Regions from separate parts of the Mus musculus genome. Here region 2 is linked to region 1. Evidence: chromatin contacts called from public HiChIP or PLAC-seq data. All regions are on one chromosome and are shown on one strand. Each heading gives the region's core, a stretch centred on a gene start, on an enhancer-like site or on the middle of the called end of the contact. The rest is flanking DNA. Distances are from core to core; before and after follow the strand shown. Region 1 holds the start of Mcm5 (minichromosome maintenance complex component 5). Region 2 holds the start of Arhgap10 (Rho GTPase activating protein 10).

Region 1 (3,374 bases), core at 367-2,866:
CGCCAGGACTCTGTCTTTTTTTTTTTTTTTTTTTTTTTTTTGGTTTTTCGAGACAGGGTTTCTCTGTGTAGCCCTGGATGTCCTGGAACTCACTTTGTAGACCAGGCTGGCCTCGAACTCAGAAATTCGCCTGCCTCTGCCTCCCAAGTGCTGGGATTAAAGGCGTGCACCACCATGCCCAGGCATAGGACTCTGTCTTTTGACCAGTGAATTTGCTGACTCTGCTTCACTCTGACTTTTGCTAAAATTCTGTTCAGTGCCTAAGTCCAGCATTCCATCTGTACCTGAGGGGAAGCCCCAGCCAACAATGCGGAATTACATCCCTGCTATTGGTGACAACTGTTAAGAACAGCCTCGATTTTGGTCAAGAAGCAAATAAAGCAATCTAAAATAAAATGTGTTAAACCTGTCTTGGCACACAGGGATTACCATGAAATGCTGAGAAAACCAAGTCTTAGATTCACCTGGTATTTTTTTTTAATTGCAAAAATGCTCAAACTTTATTCTCTGTAAATATATGTTTGAATGGTTGCTGCAGCAATAGGTTTCCACTTGTTCGTGTGGATGGGAGGAACTCAAAGGAAAATCTACACTAAGGTTGCTATGCTAAATCTGCCTCCCCCCCCCCCCAAGATTTCCATTTGGAATTTGGCCATGAATTTTGCATGGTTTAAGCATTGCCAAGGAATTAAAAAAGTTCTACAGTCATCATAATTATTCGTCTGAATCTGAATGAAAGAAAACATCCCTGGCTTCCTGGGCTTTGGTACTATCTGAGTAGGGGAAGGTGAGCCACCTGGTCCCAAAGCTGCGGAGACAGCACTCTGGCACCTCCTGCCGGGCTGGAGCAAGAGTACACCTCAGGCATACTGCTTTCTCACAGCAGCTCTGAAAGGGGTGGTTTTCTCATATACTTATTTTAAAGGCAGGGTTTCTTCAGCCTCCCTAGTGCTAGCAGATATGGGGGAGGGCTGATAAGTCTACTTTTTATTTATGTGTCTGTATCCAATTGCTCAGTCATTGCTCCAGTCCGTTTCCTTTTACTTAAAAAAAAAGTGTACTTATGTACAGATACATATATCTTTCTCTCTCTACATCTAACATGTACGTGGCCCATAGAGGCCAGGAGAGGACATTGGGTTCTCTGGAGCAGGAGTCACAGGCAGTTCTGAGCCCCTGACTAGGGTACTGAGAACAGAGACTGGGTCTTCTAAAAGTACAGCAAACGCTATTGACCACCGATCCATCTCTCAAGTCCCACCTTTTTACTTGGGAAAGGGGCTCCCTAAGTCACCCAGGCTGGCCTTGAACTTGCGATCCTCCTGCTTAGACTTTACGAGGAGCGGGGCTGACAGACCTGCGCCACTGGGCTAGGTTTTCTCCGAAGGCCTAAGGTTTAAACGCTCACAAAGCTCCCGAGCCTCTCCGCCATCTTTGCTCGGTTAGCTGCTAGCGCCAAGAACTTTCGCGCCAAAACGTCCAGCCTCACAAAATGGAGACCGGAAAGAGTTGACTCGTGACGTCACCAAGACGCCACAGCCAATCATCTTGGGAACCAGGCCTTGGAGGCGGGACTCAACCGGCGCAGAGCAGTCCAATAGCTATCCGCGGCGCTGAACGAACCAATAGGAGCGCAGAGACCGCGGTGGACAAACGCGGAGGCTGGTTTTTCCCGCGAAAGTCGGCTTCCTCTAGGAGGGCTGAGGTTCGTGTGGCGCGCCGCTGTGAGGTGAGGGAATTGCGGGACCCCGTCTAGGGAAGCTCCCGCCGCCCCGGGGTGCTCAGCTCTCTGTCTCCCTTGACCCAGGTACAGTCATGTCGGGCTTCGACGACCCGGGCATTTTCTACAGCGACAGCTTCGGTGGCGACCCCGGTGCGGAAGAGGGCCAGGCCCGCAAGTCGCAACTGCAGAGGCGATTCAAGGAGTTCCTGAGACAGTACCGAGTGGGCACCGATCGCACGGGCTTCACCTTCAAGTACAGGTGCGACAGTGTCCGTGAACCATTCTTACGGGGGACGCCTTTTCTTGACAGTCCCTCTTCAGGCCTAAATTTAGGATAGAGTGGTCTACAATTAGGTGTCTTTTGAGAGAGGTGGGGGCATTGGTGCCTGTGAGGACCGGGGTGCACAGGCACTGCTGCTGACGGTCCCTCAATGCACCCTTCCTGTCCCTCTGCCCCTTTGTTGACCACTAAAGAGATGAACTCAAGCGGCATTACAACCTGGGTGAATACTGGATCGAGGTGGAGATGGAGGACCTGGCCAGTTTTGACGAGGAACTGGCTGACCACTTGCATAAACAGCCGGCCGAGCACTTACAGCTGGTGAGTAGCACCCATTTCAGAGCCTCCTAAACCCGGGCCCTGCCCCATCATCACCAGCAGCTTATGCCTTTCCTCTTCTTCAGCTTGAGGAAGCTGCCAAGGAGGTGGCAGATGAGGTGACCCGGCCCCGGCCAGCTGGAGATGAGCTGCTCCAAGACATCCAGGTCATGCTCAAGTCAGATGCCAGCCCGTCGAGCATTCGGATTCTGAAGGTAGGAGTTTATTGAATGGCTAGTCAGGGTGGCATGGCCGCTGTGTGGTGCAGAAGGCGTCTGAGACAGGTAGCTTGGAGCACCAGATGTGTGACCCTGACCAAGACATTTGACTTAACTTAGTCTTTATCCTGTGTAAAATTACCTCAATGGGGTTGATGTCTTAAAGGGAAGGCAGAGTTGAGTCTTGCAGAACAACAGTGAGTTCCTATCCATCAGGGAGACTAAAAAAATAGTAAATGCCATCCATAACTGGGAGGCAGAAGTAGAAGCCTGGTGTACATGAGACCCTGTCTCGAAAAGAAAAGAACGTGGGGACAATGTGGCTATTGCTGAGAGGGTAGAGAGTTGAGGAAGAATACTTTAGAGGAAGTGTTGTTGGAGCTGAAATTGATTGATGTGTAGCCAGTCGGGTCAAAACCTTGAAGAGTGTTCCACCAGACTCAGTCTAATGAAGGATTGCAACAGGGAAACCAATGGAAATCATCTCGTAGGTGTCCTCTGGTACAAGTCATTCCTTGATTTAAGCCTGAATCATAATTAAGGCTTAAGCCCTTTAGTTTTGTTTCGTTGTTTTGTTTTTTTCCGAGACAGGGTTTCTCTGTATAGCCCTGGCTGTCCTGGAACTCACTCTGTAGACCAGGCCGGCATTGAATTCAGAAATCCGCCTGCCTCTGCCTCCCGAGTGCTGGGATTAATTGTCCTACATTCTTATCACTGGCATGCTTGTGGCCCTTTCATAGTTTAAGAGTCTTGTGCATGTGTGTGTTCTCTAATCTAGCCCAAGATGCCCCGAGTTGGAGAAATGGTAGGGAGATTGTCTCACCTGTAGACTGGT
Region 2 (3,374 bases), core at 397-2,896, 2.4 Mb after region 1:
AAATAACCCACTCATCAAAAAAGTGATTTCCAGTCCCAACTTTGAAATACGGAAGAGGTCACAGAACCAAAGGAACCTTGGAGATGGTCCAGAGAAGTTGAGCGACTTGCTTCCCAAATTACAGGGATGGCTCCACTAAATTCTTCCCATTAAAAAAAATATTTCAACTCATTCATTAAGTGAATATTAACTAGGCCAGGCACTTGATTGGGTGGATGAGAATGTACACTCAGTACGTTTTAATCTTCCTGGACACAAAACGGTGGGGTGAAAATGTACCTGGGGTGTTTTTTCCAGGGGTGCTGTCTACAAACAAATGGAATAAACGCCCAGAGATGGAGAGTATTGAGCCAGGGAACCTAACCAACCCAAGAGGATAGGTAGAGCACCTATGCTTGGCTCCTGCACTATCAGGCCTTTTAAGGAGGGAAAGGGGTGTTCGCAATAACTCAAGGAATGAATTCAGGGTTCCAGGGTGGCCTGGATGCCAGCACCTGGTCCTGGAGAACGCCCATTTATAGAACATTACAACCGTTTCTGCACAAATTTCAACCAGCCTCTACTCCTAAGACTCACTACAGCTTCGATACACCTCTCTTTCTGTTGTCTTCAGAGGTGGCTTGAGGGTGTGTTAGCTTGCTTGTTTGAATACAGATGGAACTGAGGTGGCCAGCTTCGAGCATGAAGAGTAGAATTTCCTACTCACAGGCACTTCTCGCAGGCCAGAACCTGGAGCAGTCTGCCCACTGACCCTTTCAACCCCTAATCTTTGAACCCGCCTCAGCACAAGACAGAGGAATGTGCAGAAGGCAGCACAAAGCCAGGTAGACTTTCTGGTTTAGCTCACGAGGGACGTAGGTCGGTGCTGTCGCGCAAGGCAGAAAGGGGATACATAAGAGGTGTAACTTAAAGGACTTTTGACGATATCAACTACAGGCAGAGTCCCAAAGCATTTCCAAAAAAAATTACTTGGAAATGTTAGGAGACAAAACTATCAAACTGATTGATGTCTCTATTTTGCGGGAGACTGGAAGCAGCGTTAGGGCGCAGTAAAACCTGACTCCGGAGCAGAGCCTCCATTCGCTCCGGCCGGCGCCAAAGCGTGCTCAGCTGGGCCAGGCGGGAGCCCCGGGGCAGCTCCCACGCACAGCTCCTCGCTCCCGCGCCACCGAGGGCCAGGATCGGGGAAAGGAACGCGCCCGAACCTCCTGGGAGAGGAATGCCCTGGAGCTTATCTTATCCCCTAAGGAATCGCCTATTCCTCCAGCCCGGTCTTAGGAGCACTGAGCCATCCCACTTGGCCGGGGAAGACGATCCTCCCGCCTTCCTCGCCACGCCGCAGCCCGAACGCGAACAGGACCCCGCTTACTTTTGGTGGCAGAGATGAGGTTCTTGCCGTCTTTGATGAGCTCTTTGATGAACTTGTTGGTCCTCTCGAGCTCCGCTTCGTGCGCGCGGATCCTCTCCCGGAACCACGGGCTGTCGAGGTAGCAGTCGCTAAACTCCAGGGGCTGCAGCCCCATGACTGCGGCGGTGCGCGCGGGCGCAGGCCGAGCTGGGCTCCCAGGCGGCGGCAGCGAGCGGCTAGCAGGGCTGAGCGCGCGGCGAGCGCAGCACGGTCATGTCCAGCCCAGCCCAGCGACCCTGGAGAGTACGCGGCGCAGCTCCCCAATCCCGGCAGCCCCCGGCAGCAGCAGAGGCCGCCGCCCGGCCCCGCCCCGCCTCGGGCGCGCCCGCCCCGCCCCGCCCCCGCCCGCACGCCCCTGCTCTCCCGCCCGGGCGCCTTCGGCTCTCCTCCTCCCTGCCCTTCCCCGAACGCCTCTTCCTTCTCTTCCCCACGCGCAGTCGCCCCTCCTCTTCCTTCCGAGGCAGCGGCGATGGAGAACGTAGTCTGTGCCCTCCACCCCCGGACGCCTGCACCTCCCCGATCTCGGCTCACAAGGTCCAGGTGACTCAGGCTGGTCCCCGAAGTGGACGCCTGACCGAACGGGATGGTGGGTTTGTAATAGCAGGCCTCGGTCCCCGAGATCAGACGACTTAAAAGTCGGGGCGGGTGGAAATGATTGACTCATTTTATCTGTGTACCGAAGGAAGGGTGCTTCGCTGTGCAAGGGCTCGCACGCCGGGTGCTCTCTCTCCTTGTCTAATCAGCTGCCTTCGCGGGAATGCTTAACGTCTCCAACTCAGCGTGGACTCTACAGATTCTAGAACATTTTTCTTCGTGTCCATACTGAATGGCTTAGGACAAGGGAGCGTGTGGCTAAACCGCGTTGACCCTGCTTGTGTTCTATTCTGGAGATTAAATTTACACGGGTAGGAGAGGCGATCTGCTAAAAATAGCCCGCCGAAAGTAAATGCCAGACTTTTTGTGGTTTTTCACCATGGGAGGCTGCGTGGACAAGTGTGAATTCGTGTCAGTGCGCCCACAAAACTCCTTTCCTATTCCATGCGTTCTAAAGCAGAACTCAATACCTTCCTCAAATGTATACAGCAAATCTTACACTGGAGACACTTTATCAACTAGCAATTTTTAAGCAATTAACATGTGCCAGGTGCACACATGGCATACATTTTTCACAAACTCACAACACATGTTTACATGTAAAGGTTTAATGATGGTAATAGTACCAGGAAACTTCAAAGTGATTCTTTAAAAACGTTCCGACTGAGTGCAGTAATTAAGAGTTTGTTTGGCCCGTGAGCTGTAGGAGGAGTCTTAACCCTCTGGGAAGCATCTAAATATGCCTACTCTATAAACTCTGTTAAATAACAGCACCATTTGAGTGCCACAGATGAGGCCACTTTAATGTCCATCCTCAGACTTCAAAAGACTTTTACCAATAACTCCTAGGCAGTTTGAAAGGTTCATTTCCTACTAAAATCAGCAAGGAGTCTACCGAGGAAAGAAAGAGGCAAGGGGGAGGGAAAAACTGGAGACTGAATTAGGGCCTGGCAAAAGAGCGAAACACACTCCAGGCTCTGCAGAAACAAAACCCTAAACCCAGGCAGGAATATGGTCTGAGGCTGCAGTAATCCTCGATCCCATAAGCTGAGGCAAGAGGATAGAGAGTTTAAGGCCAACCTGGACTACCTGGTATGAGGCCAGGCAGGGCTACATAGCAAGATCCTGTCTCACAAACAAAGCTGGGGGTGGGGGTGGGAGTGGGGGAGTATTGGCTTGAATAAGAATGATTCCCACACAGGATTGGGCTTCTCTGTTTGAATGTTAGGTCCCTAGTGTGGAACTGTTGGGTGGGGGGGAGGGAGGGGTAGGTGGCATGGCTTTACTGGAAAAGGTTTGCCTGCAGGTTGGCTTTCAGGTTTTAAAAGCCCAAACTGTCTTTCTCTGCCTCATTCTTGTGAATTAAGATGTA

Evidence for each region. HiChIP or PLAC-seq counts read pairs in DNA pulled down with a chosen protein or histone mark.
Region 2: a contact with region 1 is called in an H3K4me3 HiChIP or PLAC-seq map of forebrain, with 12 times the contacts expected there. The contact joins the promoter of Arhgap10 here to the promoter of Mcm5 in region 1. A contact is called at or near these places in 3 of 39 promoter capture datasets (hippocampal neurons, neutrophils and stem cell-derived epiblast-like cells), 3 of 115 datasets of contacts at active chromatin or transcription factors (astrocytes, embryonic stem cells and forebrain) and 1 of 9 other capture datasets (adipose tissue).

Annotation. Positions count from the first base shown.
Region 1 is chr8:75,107,893-75,111,266 of GRCm38.p6, forward strand. Mcm5 (minichromosome maintenance complex component 5) reads left to right here and starts at 1,617. Exons shown (of 17, transcript NM_008566.3): 1 at 1,617-1,729; 2 at 1,808-1,982; 3 at 2,198-2,324; 4 at 2,408-2,536. The coding sequence starts at 1,816.
Region 2 is chr8:77,516,261-77,519,634 of GRCm38.p6, forward strand. Arhgap10 (Rho GTPase activating protein 10) reads right to left here and starts at 1,647. Exons shown (of 23, transcript NM_030113.2): 1 at 1,370-1,647. The coding sequence starts at 1,523. It overlaps 0610038B21Rik (RIKEN cDNA 0610038B21 gene), which reads left to right and starts at 796. Exons shown (of 1, transcript NR_028125.1): 1 at 796-2,318.